2 separate regions of the Mus musculus genome follow, and region 2 is linked to region 1. The links are chromatin contacts, called in public Hi-C maps. All regions are on one chromosome and are shown on one strand. Each heading gives the region's core, a stretch centred on a gene start, on an enhancer-like site or on the middle of the called end of the contact. The rest is flanking DNA. Distances are from core to core; before and after follow the strand shown.

Evidence for each region. A called contact is a pair of places that touch in the nucleus more often than the background predicts.
Region 2: a Hi-C map of the N1E-115 cell line shows a contact between it and region 1, with 8 times the contacts expected there. The contact joins two enhancer-like sites. A contact is called at or near these places in 20 of 484 Hi-C or Micro-C datasets (the HL-1 cell line, the N1E-115 cell line, Sertoli cells and 9 more) and 1 of 115 datasets of contacts at active chromatin or transcription factors (embryonic stem cells).

What each region holds. Positions count from the first base shown.
Region 1 is chr15:43,770,267-43,777,858 of GRCm38.p6, forward strand. No RefSeq gene overlaps it. Among named protein-coding and RNA genes, the nearest start is that of Tmem74, 96 kb to the right of the region's middle. Within about 2 kb of position 3,050, at least 4 of the 459 cell types and tissues checked have an H3K27ac peak or open chromatin away from gene starts, as enhancers often do. A contact at or near this core is called in the N1E-115 cell line, where this site is marked.
Region 2 is chr15:43,980,760-43,988,351 of GRCm38.p6, forward strand. No RefSeq gene overlaps it. Among named protein-coding and RNA genes, the nearest start is that of Tmem74, 110 kb to the left of the region's middle. Within about 2 kb of position 4,497, at least 3 of the 459 cell types and tissues checked have an H3K27ac peak or open chromatin away from gene starts, as enhancers often do. A contact at or near this core is called in the N1E-115 cell line, where this site is marked.

The DNA of each region.
Region 1 (7,592 bases), core at 1,800-4,299:
GACTCCGGTAGAAAGCCATCAAATGAAGACAGAAGATTAAAGCATTCACTTCAGAGTTGATTTTTAAGTCTCCTGAGTTACTCAATGTTTTCAGTCACTAGAAGTCTACTATGAGAGAACTCTGGAGCAATGAGGTGAATAAAACAGCATTGCAGTCTCAGCTGCTGCTGATGCAGGTAAGCTACTCAAATTCAATTAATTTTCCCTCAAGAATCAGTTTAAAGCTAGGGATATGGGTCAATTGGTAAAGTGCTTATTTTGAAGGCAAGTGGAGCTCAGTTGAGATTTGAAGTTTGTGAAGGAGTGTGTACCTATAATTCTAGTGCTGGGAGTGGAGAGATGAGGATCCCTGTGGCTTACTACTAGACAGTCAACCAAATTGATGACCCTATCTCAGGAAATAAGGTGAAGAGCAACTGAGAAATACAACAAAGTCATCATGTGGTCTCCATTTGCACATATGTACATATATACTTACACATACATATTCATACACAGACACATACAAATATATCAGACAGACAGACAGACAGACAGACACACGCGTGCATTTTTCTCAATAGAATCAAAGCCCAGATGAATTATAGATTCATGCCAAAATTTCAAAAACTCATAACTGGCCAGACTAGCCAAACTGATGGCTGTTGAGTTCTCAGTTCTAAGTGGAACATCATTATCAGCTCCATACTTGCACATGCTCAAGGATCTGTGATCATCAAGGGAAAGCGGGTACAGATGAGGAACAATGCTGTGAATGCTGTCTCCTGGACATGTCATGGTCATTGCACTCACAAATTCACTGCACCTCTGGCTACTGGCACAAAATCAAGCCAACACTATGCGTCAGCATCCCTCAGGCAGCACGAATTGGATTGAATGGATTATTGAAAAAGGGAAGTATATGAAGGGAAGGAAGGAGAAGAGTTGTTGGAGATGCCCAGGTGGTGCTGGATAGGTGATTGGACAATATGATCAAGATACATTGTATAAAATTGGTCTCAAAGAATGAACTAAAGATGGCTTTTAAAACAGAATTATATACAAAATTGGAAAAGATCACACTTGCCTCCTCTTCCTTGCTTTCTTTGTTCTGGCAGTCTGTCTCTAAGCACTCTCCATTCTTGAGATTGTAGCTTTGTTTTCCTGAATGTCGGGAACACTTTGTTGTAGGGTCTAATCTCCTAAGGGTTTTGTTGAGACTGTCTCCCCCATTTACTCTATAAAACCAAACTCTTTAATTTTATTACCACCTCTAATCAATAATATCGATTTATATATATAAATTTCTCCAAAGAGAATATAAATTTTATGAAAATGAAGACTTTGCATGAAGGGAAATTAGTCTAATCCATCACTTTATTTTGTTGTATTTTTGTACTAAAGGGACATTGGAGTCCCTTCATAATCTTCCTTTCTTTTCATGTCTTATTCCAAGCAATTAGGATCTCATATTACCCCACATTAATTTCCTAGAAATATATAAAAACTAAAGCATGTTAGGTTTTCATGCTATTTCCTCAGTGAAATTATTTTAATATTATTCAGTCAGTTTATAAAAATTTTTAGCTTTATGCATTGGGTGGTGAATCCTAAGAAATATTTTGCCTTAATTCAATGTCAAAAATGTTTTCTACCATGAATAATATCAGATATTTTATGCTTTCAGAAGCTACAATCAGGCCCAAGATTAATTTTGACACTCAGGCCTAGCATTGCTTTGGCATTTGTCTTACTTTGCTGTGAAGAGACACCATGACCAAAGCACCTTTTATAAGGCAAACATTTAATTGGAGTTGGCTTAGTTTCAGACATTCAGTCCAGTAGCACCAAGGAGGTAAGAATGGCAGGATGTAGGCAGACATGGTACAGGAGTAGTAGCTGAGAGATCTATATCTGAATCCACAGGCAGGAGCATGAGTCTGTCTTTTTCAGGCAGCCAGGAGAAGGCTCTGTCTGAATTGACAAAGCTTGAGCATAGGCCCTCAAAGCCTGCCTACACAGTGACCCCTCCTCCAACAAGGCCACACCTCCTAATAGTGCTGCTTCCTATAGGCCAAGCATATTCACACTACCACAGCATTACAATATACCTTTGTTATATGAATAATTGCAGTCTCCTTGTTTCAAGATCATATATGCAATATACTTTTGTATTTCTGTCTATAACATCTACAGGATCTTGAGGTACCTGGGACATAGGATGGATGATGTTGAGGATGATGATGATGGTGATATGGTGGTGATTGTGGTGGTGGTGATGGTGGTGGTGGTGGTGGTGGTGTGGGTTGGGGGTGGTAGAGGTGATGGGAGTTTATATTCCTCCCCCAAACATTTGCTTCCATTGCGTTGTGTTTTTCTGTGCAATATCTATGCCTTGTCTACTCCTGATGATTATGTTCTTGGTTTATCTGCATGTGAATCACTATTCACCTTCATACCACTGCCATGGCCAAGGCCTTGATTAGAATGGGTTATGACATTTGAATTGTGGAGGACCCCATGTAAGTTCTCATGTTACTATGCTTTCACATGATGAGATCAGGTCATCTGTGCTCGTAGGTATTCTTATCTAAAACTAGATCTACCTATCTCATAGTGCTAAGTCTACGCTAACAAAGGTGAAAGTACAGTGGCCTAGGACAGAGAACTGACACATTGTGATCAGAGCTGTTGGGTCTGTGGTGCAGTAAGTTAATTTAACCCCTAGAGGGTGCTATGAGCGAGTAAGAATCCAAGGAGCTGATGAAATATATGGTGTTTTTCTCTTGGATTCTGTTTTTAGCAAAACTGATTATGGGGTGGTTTAAATTGCACAGATTCATTGCCATGTGACATTATGTATGCATTCATTAAATTGTGAAGCAGAACATTAATTTAGGTTCAGTCTGGGTTAACAATAATTTGAATTATTTCACAAAATGTTCTTAATGTCCTTGGCAATATTGGAAAATTAAAATAATTTCACATACCACAGTAACCTTCAGTGACTGACCAAATTTGTAAAGCCCATAACTTATGATATTTATATATCATATATATGAATATGAATTTGATTACCCTAAAATAGGCAAGGCAGCAATCACTTTGGATCTTACAAACCATAACCTTTCAGAGAAATTAATTCTTCCTGGGACAAAGATTGCTGAAGCAATAAACTATAAATGGCTTTTACGGAAGCAAATCCAAGCAGAAGAGAGTTACAATTAACATCAGAACTCCAGATAAATCAGAGCAGCCCTGATTTCATTTTCAGCTTATTGAAAATATGCAATAAGAAAGATGTAACACTCAACATAAAATCTAAGATCTAAGATTAATGGGTAATGGGGAGGGATATAAAAGGACAATGATATGAAATTTATTCTTTACATAGTCTCCAAAATGGTTTTCCTGAAAAAATTACTGAATTTGATTTTTAAAAAGCAATTGTATATGATCTATTTTCTAAGTGAAGGGAATGATTTTGTGTTTCATTGTGAACGTATCTTACAAAGCATTTGATACCTTTAATAAGTTCTCATTAGCATAATGAGGTGTTGTCCTGAGTTTGAGCTTCATAGCAGTGCTCACCCTTTCCCTAACATGTCGGTGTAGAAAGTGAATTTGTTTGGAGACTGTGTTCACTGGACATTCCCTTCTCTCCATTCTTGACTTCAGTCAACCCTCCCTGTAGGCTTTAGGGAGAGTATGAATATCCTCTTCTCTTCTTTGGGAAAACTCAACTATTCTATGGACTGCCCTTGTGTGCCATGGTTTCCTTTTCAGTAACTCAGCACACACAGTCTGTTTTAGTTATTAATAGAGTCTAGACTTCATGTGTGAACACTGCCTAAACTTTACTTTCTCTGGTGTCCTGAGAACCTATTTGGGTGTTGCATAACTATTATGAGTGAAATCCGATTTTTGATGGCAAGGGAGTCAGTGGTGCTTTGTACCATATACCTTCTTCACTATGGAAGATGAGGATGCTAACACTAATGATGCTGATTGAAGTGTATAGGTGACTCCATTAACAAAATTAAGACATTAATATATCATTTCCTCTCTTTCCAGAAATGTTACTTATTTTTATGGTCCATTAAAATCTGTGTATAAATTTTTAGGAAAATGAAGGACATGTTTAAGTTACTTATGTTTACATAGACTCATTTAGTCTATTGCTATGAAAGGATGTCATGACTGGGGCAACTTATGCAAGAGAACATTTAACTGGGCACTTGGTTATACCTTCAGAGAATTAGCCTATTATCATCATGTCAGGGAACATGGTACTGGCAGATAGGCATGGTGATGAACAAGTAACTGAGAGTTAGATCTGATTCTCCAGTAACAGCTGCAAGAGAGGGAGAGAGAGAGAGAGAGAAAGAGAGAGAGAGAGAGAGAGAGAGAGAGAGAGAGAGAGACAGAGACAGAGAGACAGAGAGACAGAGACAGAGAGAGAGAGATGGAGAGAGACAGAGACATAGAGAGACACAGAGACAAAGACAGACAAACAAGGCCTCACCTCCTAAACCTTCCCAAACAGTTCCATTAACTTTGTACCAAGCATTCAAATGTATGAGCATATAGAGCCATTTTCATTCTAACCACCACATGGAATAAAACTCTTTTTTGGGACTGGCTGTGGATGTGATGTTGTTCATTCTCACAAAAAGTTCATGTGTTAGGAAGTCAGTTCACAGATTGGCAGTAAGGGGAGGTAAGGTGGCCTTTGAGAGGTCACTATTACTCTAATAGTAAGGTTTTGTAGCTGGTGTATGCCCTCAAAAGGCATGGAAGCCTAATCAGTTATTTCTAAGGGATTAATTACTCTGAAAGCATGACCCTGGCTCCACTCTGTCTTTTTTTGCTTTCTATATAAAGGTTCAACTTTTCATCCTGACCTCTGTCATATAGGGCCCTAGACATAGTCCATGCTTTGCCTTTTGGGTAATCATCTTCAAAGCAGTGAGCTAAATATGCTACTTCATATGTACCTTGTTGACAATATTTTTATATACATGTATGAATATACATATATGTATATGTGTATATGAAGAGGTTCACATACATATGAAGAAATATCAGACCATGTCATTCACTTACTAATTCTCTCCGATGACTTCTGGGTTCAGTAAGAATGAGCTAGATTCTTTCTTTAACTCTACCCTCCTAGACCTAATAATGCTAATTTTCGCCAGTCTATTCCATTTAGAAGCTAGCCTATCTTTTCTTCTCTCATTCTGACTTCCAGCTGTTGAAGAGGTTTCTCTCCTAGAACATTCTTCCCTTAAGTATCCAAGAGACGCATTTCTTCTCATTGTTTGGAACTCAAGGCTATTACTTAGCCTTCTGGGACTGACTCATCTCCAAAGCTCCTCAGCTTCCAATTACATTTGCTGCTGTGTCTGTTACAGTGCTTTGTACCAAGTGCCCTCTAACACTATGTAGTGCACTGTGTAAGAACAGATGGCCTGTGTATCTATGCCTCCCAGCATTCCTAAAGACAAACAAGAGCCTGGGCACTCATTGATCAAACAATTAATATATGTACCAAAAGATAATATTTCTTAGGCTTTTCCTTTAGTATTCTCTCAAAATGTTTCTTGAGAAAGCTGAGGTTAATACAGAAATCACCTAAGTTATTTTAAACATGTTCTAAGTTAATAAGTAGAGCCTGTATGTTGGCAAATGAATGTTGAACATCTTTTCCCTAAGATGGTCAAGGGTAGGTGTTGCAAATTTACTGGAATCAAGTAGACATGGAGAAGATCATCTAGAGGCCCATTGGACACGCAAACTGTATATGCCCCAGTACAGGGGAACGCCAGGGCCAAAAAAATGGGAATTGGTGGGTAGGGAAGTGGGGGGAGGGTATGGGGAACTTTTGGGATAGCATTGGAAATGTAATTGAGGAAAATATGTAATAAAAATATTAAAAAAATAAAATTTAATTTAAAAAAAGGAACCATACCGCAAACCCACAACCAACATCATACTAAGACAGAAAAACTTGAAACATTTCTACTCAAATTATAAATAAGCCAGTGACATCCACTCTCTCTACTTCTGTTCAATATAGTGTTTGAGGTATTAGCCAGGGCAATGAGACAAAAACAAAGAAGATAAATGGGATACAACTAGGAAATGGAGAAGCCAAAATATCCTTATTTATAGTTGATACGATTTTATATGTACAAGAACCTAAGGATTTTACCAGGAAGCTTCTAAAGCTGATAAAAACATTAAGTAGGGCAGTGGAATATACAGCTAACACACACACACACACACATACACACACACACACGCATTCATACACAATCAATAACCTTTCTGAACATAAAAAAAGAAACACATGCTATGAAAGAGATTAGGGAGATAATATCATTCATAATAGCTTCAAATTAATCTTGTAATAAATCTAACAAACAAAAGGAAAGACTTATGTGATGAAAACATTAAGATACTGAATAAAGAAACTGTAGAAGCTGTAAAGAACTCCCATGATCATGAATTTGTTCAAATGATATTGTGAAAATGGTCTTCTAGTAGACAATCTATATATTTAATGCATTTCACATCAAAATTTGAATGCAGTTCTTCACAAAGGTTAAAAAAAAAATCTTAGCCAGGCGTGGTGACACACGCCTTTAATCCCAGCACTCGGGAGGCAGAGGCAGGCAGATTTCTGAGTTTGAGGCCAGCCTGGTCTACAGAGTGAGTTCCAGGACAGCCAGGGCTATACAGAGAAACCCTGTCTTGAAAAACAAACAAACAAACAAAAAACAAAAAAATCAAAAAAAAATCTTAAATTTAATATTGAAATACAAATGATCCAAGAGAGATAAAATAATCAGCAACAATGAAAACATAGGGCATTACCACCCCTGATTTTAAGATTTATGATACAGCTATAGTAATAAAAACATAGTGGTATTGGTATCAAAATATTCTCATTAACCAATGGCATGGAATTGAAGATTCATATTTAAGCTCACGTTGCCACAATCACATTTTTTTTTTATAAAAAGATCAAATTATTCACTGGAGAAAGGACAGAATCTTTAACAAGTGATTTTTGCCAAACTGGATAGTTACATGTAGAAGTATGAAACTAGATTATATTATACCTCACACTTCACAAAACTCAAGTCCAAGTGCATTCAAAGACCTACATGCAATACCTGATACCACAAACCTGTGAGAGAAAAAGGCATGGAATGACTATTTATAGGCACAGCAAACAATATTAGTCCAACAGTTTATTCATGAAACCTTATTAAAGTAAACAGCTTCTGTATAACAAAGGATACTATCCTTCTAACAAAAAGGCAGTCTATAGAATGGGAATAAAATCTTTACCTGCTATACATCTTATAGAAGTTCAGCATCTAGAACATGCAAAGAATTAAAAAATAAAACCAAAGCAAAACAAAACAAACCTAAACACTGAGAAAACAAATAACCTAAGTAAAACTTGGGGTATAGAACTAAACAGTTCTCAAAAGAAGACGTGCAAATGGCTGAGGAATATAATTTAAACAAATTCAACATCCTTAGTCATTAGAAAAATACAAATTAAAGCTACATTGAGAGTTCATCATATCCCATTC
Region 2 (7,592 bases), core at 3,247-5,746, 210 kb after region 1:
CTCTAGGGCAACCAGGTCTTGGGGAACCTATATTAGCATTAGAATACAAGCAGCATCAGGCCAACCTACTATGGTTTAGTGTCTGCTGAATTCAGGAGAGGGTGTTAGAATACTTGGAACTGGAGTTAAGAATGTTCGTAAGCCACTATACTGACCAGTTTTGTGTCAACTTGACACAGCTGGAGTTATCACAGAGAAAGGAGCTTCAGTTGAGGAAATGCCTCCAAGAGATCCAACTGTAAGGCATTTTCTCAATTAGTGATCAAGGGGGGAAAGGCCCCTTGTGGGTGGGACCATCTCTGGGCTGGCAGTCTTGGGTTCTATAAGAGAGCAGGCTGAGCAAGCCAGGGGAAGCAAGCTAGTAAAGAACATCCCTCTATGGCCTCTGCATCAGCTCCTGCTTCCTGACCTGCTTGAGTTCCAGTCCTGACTTCTTTGGTGATGAACAGCAGTATGGAAGTGTATGCCGAATAAACCCTTTCCTCCCCAACTTGCTTCTTGGTCATGATGTTTGTACAGGAATAGAAACACTGACTAAGATAGCCACTATTTGGGTACTTGGAACTGAATCTATGTCCTGTAAGAGGACAGCAAGTACAATTTACAGCTGGGTCATCTCTCCAGCCTTACTTGTGGAATTTTGAAAACCCAAAGTAAATTCTGAGAAGTTTTCAGTGAAGACATAAAGATTCATCGGATAGTTGAATAAATGACTAACTTAATGATTGAATGAACAAATGTTATTATCATTGAATGGGGAAAATATGAATATCTTTTGCCCTTATCAAATCCCTTCTTTCTAAATTCTCTAAAGAAAACTATGGATTCCTTGAAGCACGTAGACAGGGATTTAATATGAAAAGTTGGTGATAGAGTAACCCTGGAACTTATGTCTGAATAAAGATCATATCAACTTTCCTTTTACTGAGAGTTCATATTCTCAGTATAAATAAAGAGGAAATACCAAATGTGAGTGCCAGCAAGGATATTATGGTATGGTTCAAACTTCTTTATGGACTATCTGATTCTTTGTGTCACTCCCAGCAAGAGAATATATCTTCTAAGTCTTGATGTTTAGACTATAGAACCTCTTGAGTTCCATGGAGAGGGTTGTTTTGGTTTGTTTTCAGTTAGAACATTCTGTTTTTTTCTTACTCTGAGCAGAATGTTCATGGTGTTCAGCAAAATTAATTTGTTTTGAAGCAATGTAGAAGGGAAGTTATTCACCTATACTTATTCCTGAAGTACAAAGTGAATTTTCAAACTTTTCAGATAGTGGCTTGGTACATACTTGTTTCTGAGTAATTTTGCTTTATATGTGATAAAACATGCTAAATTTAAATTGACTCCAGATTTACTTAAAAGCCAAAGCAATCTGATAGGTTCTTACCTCAAGAAAATATTAGAAGAATTTAATTTACTGCTAGTGCTTGATGGTAGAAATCCTTGAGAGTCAAGTGTAAGTCGTTGATTTTATGACTCATTTCTTGCAACTTGGGAAAAATAAATTTAGTAAATCTGCATCAGTGCTATCGAGTCAAAATAAATTAGAAGTTAAAGTCTTTCTAAAGTATCAGAGTATCACATTGAAAAGTGTACTTGGGACACAGATTGCATTTGTTCGTTATTTCTGAAGTCCCTGAGTTAATCAGAGTGGGAGGTATCTCTTTGCTTGTGTGATGGAGGCATGAGAAATAGCTGTGACCTTTGCTTTCTTTTAAAAACCAAGTCTTGATCTAAATTTTGTGATTGGAGTCATCTCAGTACCCAGAATTTGAAAGTCTGCTCTAACCCCTTTTAATATTACTTAAAAGTCCCTCAAAGAAATTTCCTTCACTAACTAATACCGCTCCTTAAAAATGCTTTTCTGTCTAGAACACAGAGGATCTGTCATCTCATGAGAAAAATTTCTGCATAGATTCCTTCTTTCATGATGGTTTCTTTTGCAGTTAATTCCCTCCCAAATAAGCCCCAACAGATGAAAACACAACATAGTTAATATGATTACATGCTGCAAGCCTGGATTGGGCAGATCTACCACTACACTACCATCTTCCACAGCTTATGAGACCCCTCAGAACTTGCAGTCTCTCCAGGCCATGTGCTTCTGCTCTACTTTTCTCCCTTTCCATTTTCTCCTTCTTTTCTCTCTCACCTTCTGCTCCACCTTCCCTTTTATCTGCCCAAACATCAGCTCTCCTTTATTTTACAAATTAAGGTGGGAAGCAGGTTTACAAGAAATCTCCTGAGTGCTGACTCATTCCTTGTTTTTAACCACTCACAGGAGGGAAAATGGAATTAACATCAAATATAATTAGCCCCAGGGCTTTCCACAACAGGTTTCTGGTTCAATTTCCTCAATGACTCAACGAAGACATTAGTGTTCAATTACAAACAGGGCATGTACATCCAAGATATGAAACATACATCATGACTGAGAACAACAGCTAAGCATTGGTGCCCAAAGAAGCTGCTTTTTCCTCTTCATCTCCTTTTCTATTAACTTTAAAAGGAGAAAATATCACTGTCCTAAACCATGACAGCAAGCTAAGCAAGCTATAATCTAGGCATTTGTTTTCTCTTGTCGTCCAAACAAGACAAGATTCATTCACATCATACATTTAAATGAACACAAATTTGCTATAGCCTGTGTAGCAAGATGGCCTTGATTTAACTAATCAAGCATAGTCATGTCATAAAAACATGAAGTTTGAAACAAGAGAACCTGTTCAGAATGAGACAATACTAATAAGTGTTTAACTTGAGAGCTTTATGGACTTGATGATAAATAGGATTATAGATGAGTAGCAAGTACTGGCCACATGATCACTCATCTCCCCATTTGTCCATGCGGCTGTGTCATCTTAAAGGATTTGGATAGCAGACATGCTGACTCTACCCTGATGAGAGACTCCAAGGTTGTCTCCATTGTAGCAGTTCTGCAAAGACATCTCACTGAGAAGAACCTGTTGTAAAGGTGTAGTGCCGCTTAATATTCTCTGTAAAGAATGATAGGAAGTTGATGCAATCCTAATAAAATCTAAAGTATAAGTAAAAGAGAAGAGCTAGACTTCTAAACACTGGGGTATCTGAGTCTTCCTAAGTTCACTCCTTAGAAGTGAAACAGAAGCTTCCAGTTGCACAGTAACCTGATGGTTAAGAAACAGAATATTCTTAATCACATACATAATTTTTATGAACATTTATTTTTATTATCAATTCTTAATAAGTTTATTTTGTGTTCATTCTACTTTGTATCACTTTTTTTGTATGTTATTTTTACTAAAATTATAGAAGATAGGCTGCCTGTGGCCCTTCCACACTCTCTTACACCAAACATAGACCCAATTTTCGGGATCACCAGTATTTCAAGAACAGAACACCAGCTGCAACTTTCCATCCCTGCTGTGCATGCCTCCTGTGGATCCCACAGATCATATCTCCCTATGCCCCTACCCTTCTCTTTTAGCCTCAAAGCTGTGATCCAGCCTCCAACTCCAGAGGACATGCCCTGCTCAACTATGAGCCTTGTCTGTCAGATCAGCCTTTCCCCATGAACACACCAGCCAATCAAGCAAATAAAACAGGTAACGCTCAACTAACACATTCTCTGAAAATCTATAGAGAAAACAGAAACCAAGGAAGAAAACTCTTACCCAACCAAGACAACCCAAAAGATCAGCACCTGTATCTATAATAAGCCCAACTGCAGATGCCTAGATGCCAGCATAAGAACACAATCAAAACAACCTGGGTAGTATGAGTCCACCAGAGCCCAACTGTCCTACCACAACAGATCCAAAATTTCAACAAAGGAAAAAAAAAAAAAAAAAAAAAACCTAACTAATCCCTCAACTAAAACTAGGAGAATATAAACAAACAATATCCCTTTAAAAAGCCAAGAAACAAACAAATAGTTGAAGGAAACAAATGTGGTTCAAGACCCTAAAAAAGAGCCGGGCATGGTGCCGCATGCCTTTAATCCTAGCACTTGGGAGGCAGATGCAGGCGAACTTCTGAGTTCGAGGCCAGTCTGGTCTACAGAGTGAGTTTCAGGACAGCTAGGGCTATACAGAGAAACCCTGTCTTGGAAAAACAAAACAAAATCCCAAAAAACAAAAACAAAAAACCCTAAAAGAGAAATAGAACCAATAAAGAAAACACAGACTGAGGCAATCCTGGAAATGAAGGGTCCCTGGTTTGCAGAAGAATTATACACCAGACTCAAATAGTATGCAAAAGCAAAGAGCAGGTTTTTTCTTCTGCAGAAATCCAGTGTGTGTGTGTGTGTGTGTGTGTGTGTGTGTGTGTGTGTGTCATTCCAAGATGGAGACAACCCAATGAGCTCTCAGGCCCAATTTAATGCACACATGGAAAATTCTGAAGTAGGTGATCTTTATCTTAATCTGTTGACTCTGACTTTGTCTCTAGGGACATTCCAGAACCATTACTGTGGCACAGGGGCTGGAATCTGTTGCTGGGGAAGTCTGGAAACTGTTGCTGACTGATTGTTCTTGCCTCAGGCCAGGTGGCAGTGAAGCTTCTGATGGTAGGGCAGTTTCTGATTACCTGCCTGAAGCCTGGGTTGGTTTTGTTTTTGTTTGTTTTGTTTTGTTTTGTTTTGTTTTGTTTTGTTTTGTTTTGTTTTGTTTTGTTTTGTTTTGTTTGAGTAAATGGCTTGCCTGGGGTTGGTTGGATTCTCCCAGTTCTTGGAAACTGAGATTCAGGCCTAGTCTCCTGAATTGACAATTTGAAGTTTGTCATGGAGTCAGCCTATCTCATTAGAAAATCTGGTGTATTACTGAAAGACCAAACCCAAGAATAATAGGAATAAAAGAAGGAGAAGAATCTTGGCGTAATTCTAACCAAGGAAGTGAGAGACTTGTATGATAAAAATCTTTTAAGTTTTTGAGGAAAGAAATTGAAGAAGATTTCAGAAGACAGAAATATCTCCCATGTTCATGAATGGGTAGGATTAACACAGTAAGAATGGCCAAAAGCAATCTACAGATTAATGCAATCATCAGCAAAATTCTAACACAACTTTATAGACTTTGAAAGGAAAATTATTAACTTCGTAGGAAAAACAAAAATTCCAGGAGAGGTAAAGAAATCCTGAAAAATAAAAAACCTTCTGGAGGTATCATCATCCTTGATTTCAAAGTTGGATTGCAAAGCTATAATAATAAGGTCTGCATGGTATTGGCATCAAAACAGACCATTAATTATTGGAATCCAAGTGAAGACACAGATATAAATCCTCCTATTTAGTTGCCTTATCCAGCCTGGATATAAGTGTTTTTTTTTCCCTTGCCTTATTGTATGTTGTTTTGTACTATTTGGCTGTTGTCTCTTTGAGGCCTGCTCTTTTCCGAATAGGAAATGGAATGGAAGTGGATATAGGGGAGAGGAGAGGTGGAAGATAGCATAGAAGTGGAGAGAAGAGAAACTGCTTGTGATATATTATGTGAGAGAATAATCTACTTTCTTTTCTAAATTATTTAAAGTTTTAATTAAAAAGAAGTATGAAGGGCTGGTGAGATGGCTCAGTGGGTAAGAGCACCCGACTGCTCTTCCGAAGGTCCAGAGTTCAAATCCCAGCAACCATATGGTGGCTCACAACCATCTGTAACAAGATCTGACTCCCTCTTCTTGTGTGTCTGAAAACAGCTACAATGTACTTACATATAATAATAAATAAATCTTAAAAAAAAAAGAAGTATGAAGAGGTTCACCTGTGATTAAAACCTTAAATTCTTTTAAGACATTTTAAAATATTTTTATTAATCTATTTATTTATTTATTTATTTATTTATTTATTTATTTATTCATTCATTCATTTTCCATCCTGATCAGGGCCCCCTTTCCTCCTCTCCCCCCAGTCTCACCCTTACAAATCCCTCCCCCATTACCTCCAAGCCCCACTTGGGTATCACCCTGCAATGGGACATCCAGTTGCAGTAGGACTAAGTGCATTCTTTCCCACTGAGGCACAACTAGGCAGTCTAGTCAGGGGAAAGGAATCCAATGGCAGGCAACAGAGTTAGAGATAGCCTCTGCTCCAATTGTTAGGTGAGCCACATGAAGACTAAACTATGCATCTGATACAAGTGTGTAGTGGCCCTATATCAAGCCCCTCATGCTCTTTGGTTGGTGGTTCATTCTCTGTAAGTCTCTATGGGCACAGGTTAGTTGACTCTGTAGGTTTTGGGATGTTCCTGATTCCTCCAGCTTACTCAGGTCTGTTCTCTACTCTTCTACAAGACTTCCTCAAGCACTGCCTGATCTTTGCCTGTGGGTTTCTGCATCTGTTTCTTTCTGCTATATAAAGACTCTCAGAAGACAGATATGCTAAACTCCTGTCTGTAAACATAACAGAGTATCATTAATAGTGTCAATGGTTGTCTCTTTTGCATGGGTTGGGTCTCAAGTTGGGCCAGTCATTGGTTGGCAGTTCACCAATTTTTGCTCAATCTTTATCTCTGTGAATCTTTTATAAGCAGGACCAATTTTGGCTTGAAGATTTTGTGGATGGGTTGATGTTCCCCTCTCTCTATTGGAATTCCTCCCTGGCTACAGGAGGGGGCAACTTCAGTCATCATACCCTATGCTGTTAGGTGTCTCAGCTAGGGTTACCCCCATAGACTCTCTGAAGCCTCCTCAACAATTTATTTTTTAATTAAAAGAAAAAGCTATAAAGGAAACTACTCATGCTATCTACTATTTTATAAATCTTATTCTTTATAACATATAAAATCCACTTCATTATATCTTAGTTTTATTTATTTTTTACTTTGTCCTGTATAAAAAAGAATCTTAAAATACTGAAGCTAGTCCTCTCCTTTATGTCTTTTAAAAAACACTTTCTATTCTCTTTGGCTGTACTTTATTTTAAACCTGAAATTTTTATTCATTTATGCTACTTACAGTTACTCACATCTTTCTTGAGTTATTTATCTTTGCTTTTCTGCATTCAGCCATTTCAAAGTGAGTTATTTTTGCTGGTACATGTCCTTTAGTGGTTCATTCAGTAAATGTGCATGAATAGTAAAACCTCTCAATCATAATGTATTTAAAAACAACTTTCTTTTACACTCATTTTGAATAATGAGGTTAAAGCACATAAACTGCTCTATAAAGTGATTTGACTCCAAGTTTTAAAATAGCCCATTTGCTATAAGACATAATGAAAAATTAAATTGCCTTTAGACTTTAATACAAATTAGCAGTAAATAAAAGGCATATATCAATGCCATGATGCTTAATTCAAGATAAGTATAAAGGCTAGAGAAGGCCCTACATTTGGTTGTGTTATGCATAAATTACCAAATAAAAATGAAATGCAGTGATCATGCCTTGCTGCATTATATTCTTGTAGCTAAAGATTAACATATGGTCATGAAAAATGAAAACATTATACCATGTTATATTACCAACAAGACTTTAATCTATGCCTAGATTTTCCAGTGGTTACCGATATACCTGATATATTGTTTTTCTCACTTAAACATATATCCTGTCAACACATAAACAGTAAGCTTAAATTATTGCATAATATTTACTACTCATAATTCCTCAAGGAACAATATATT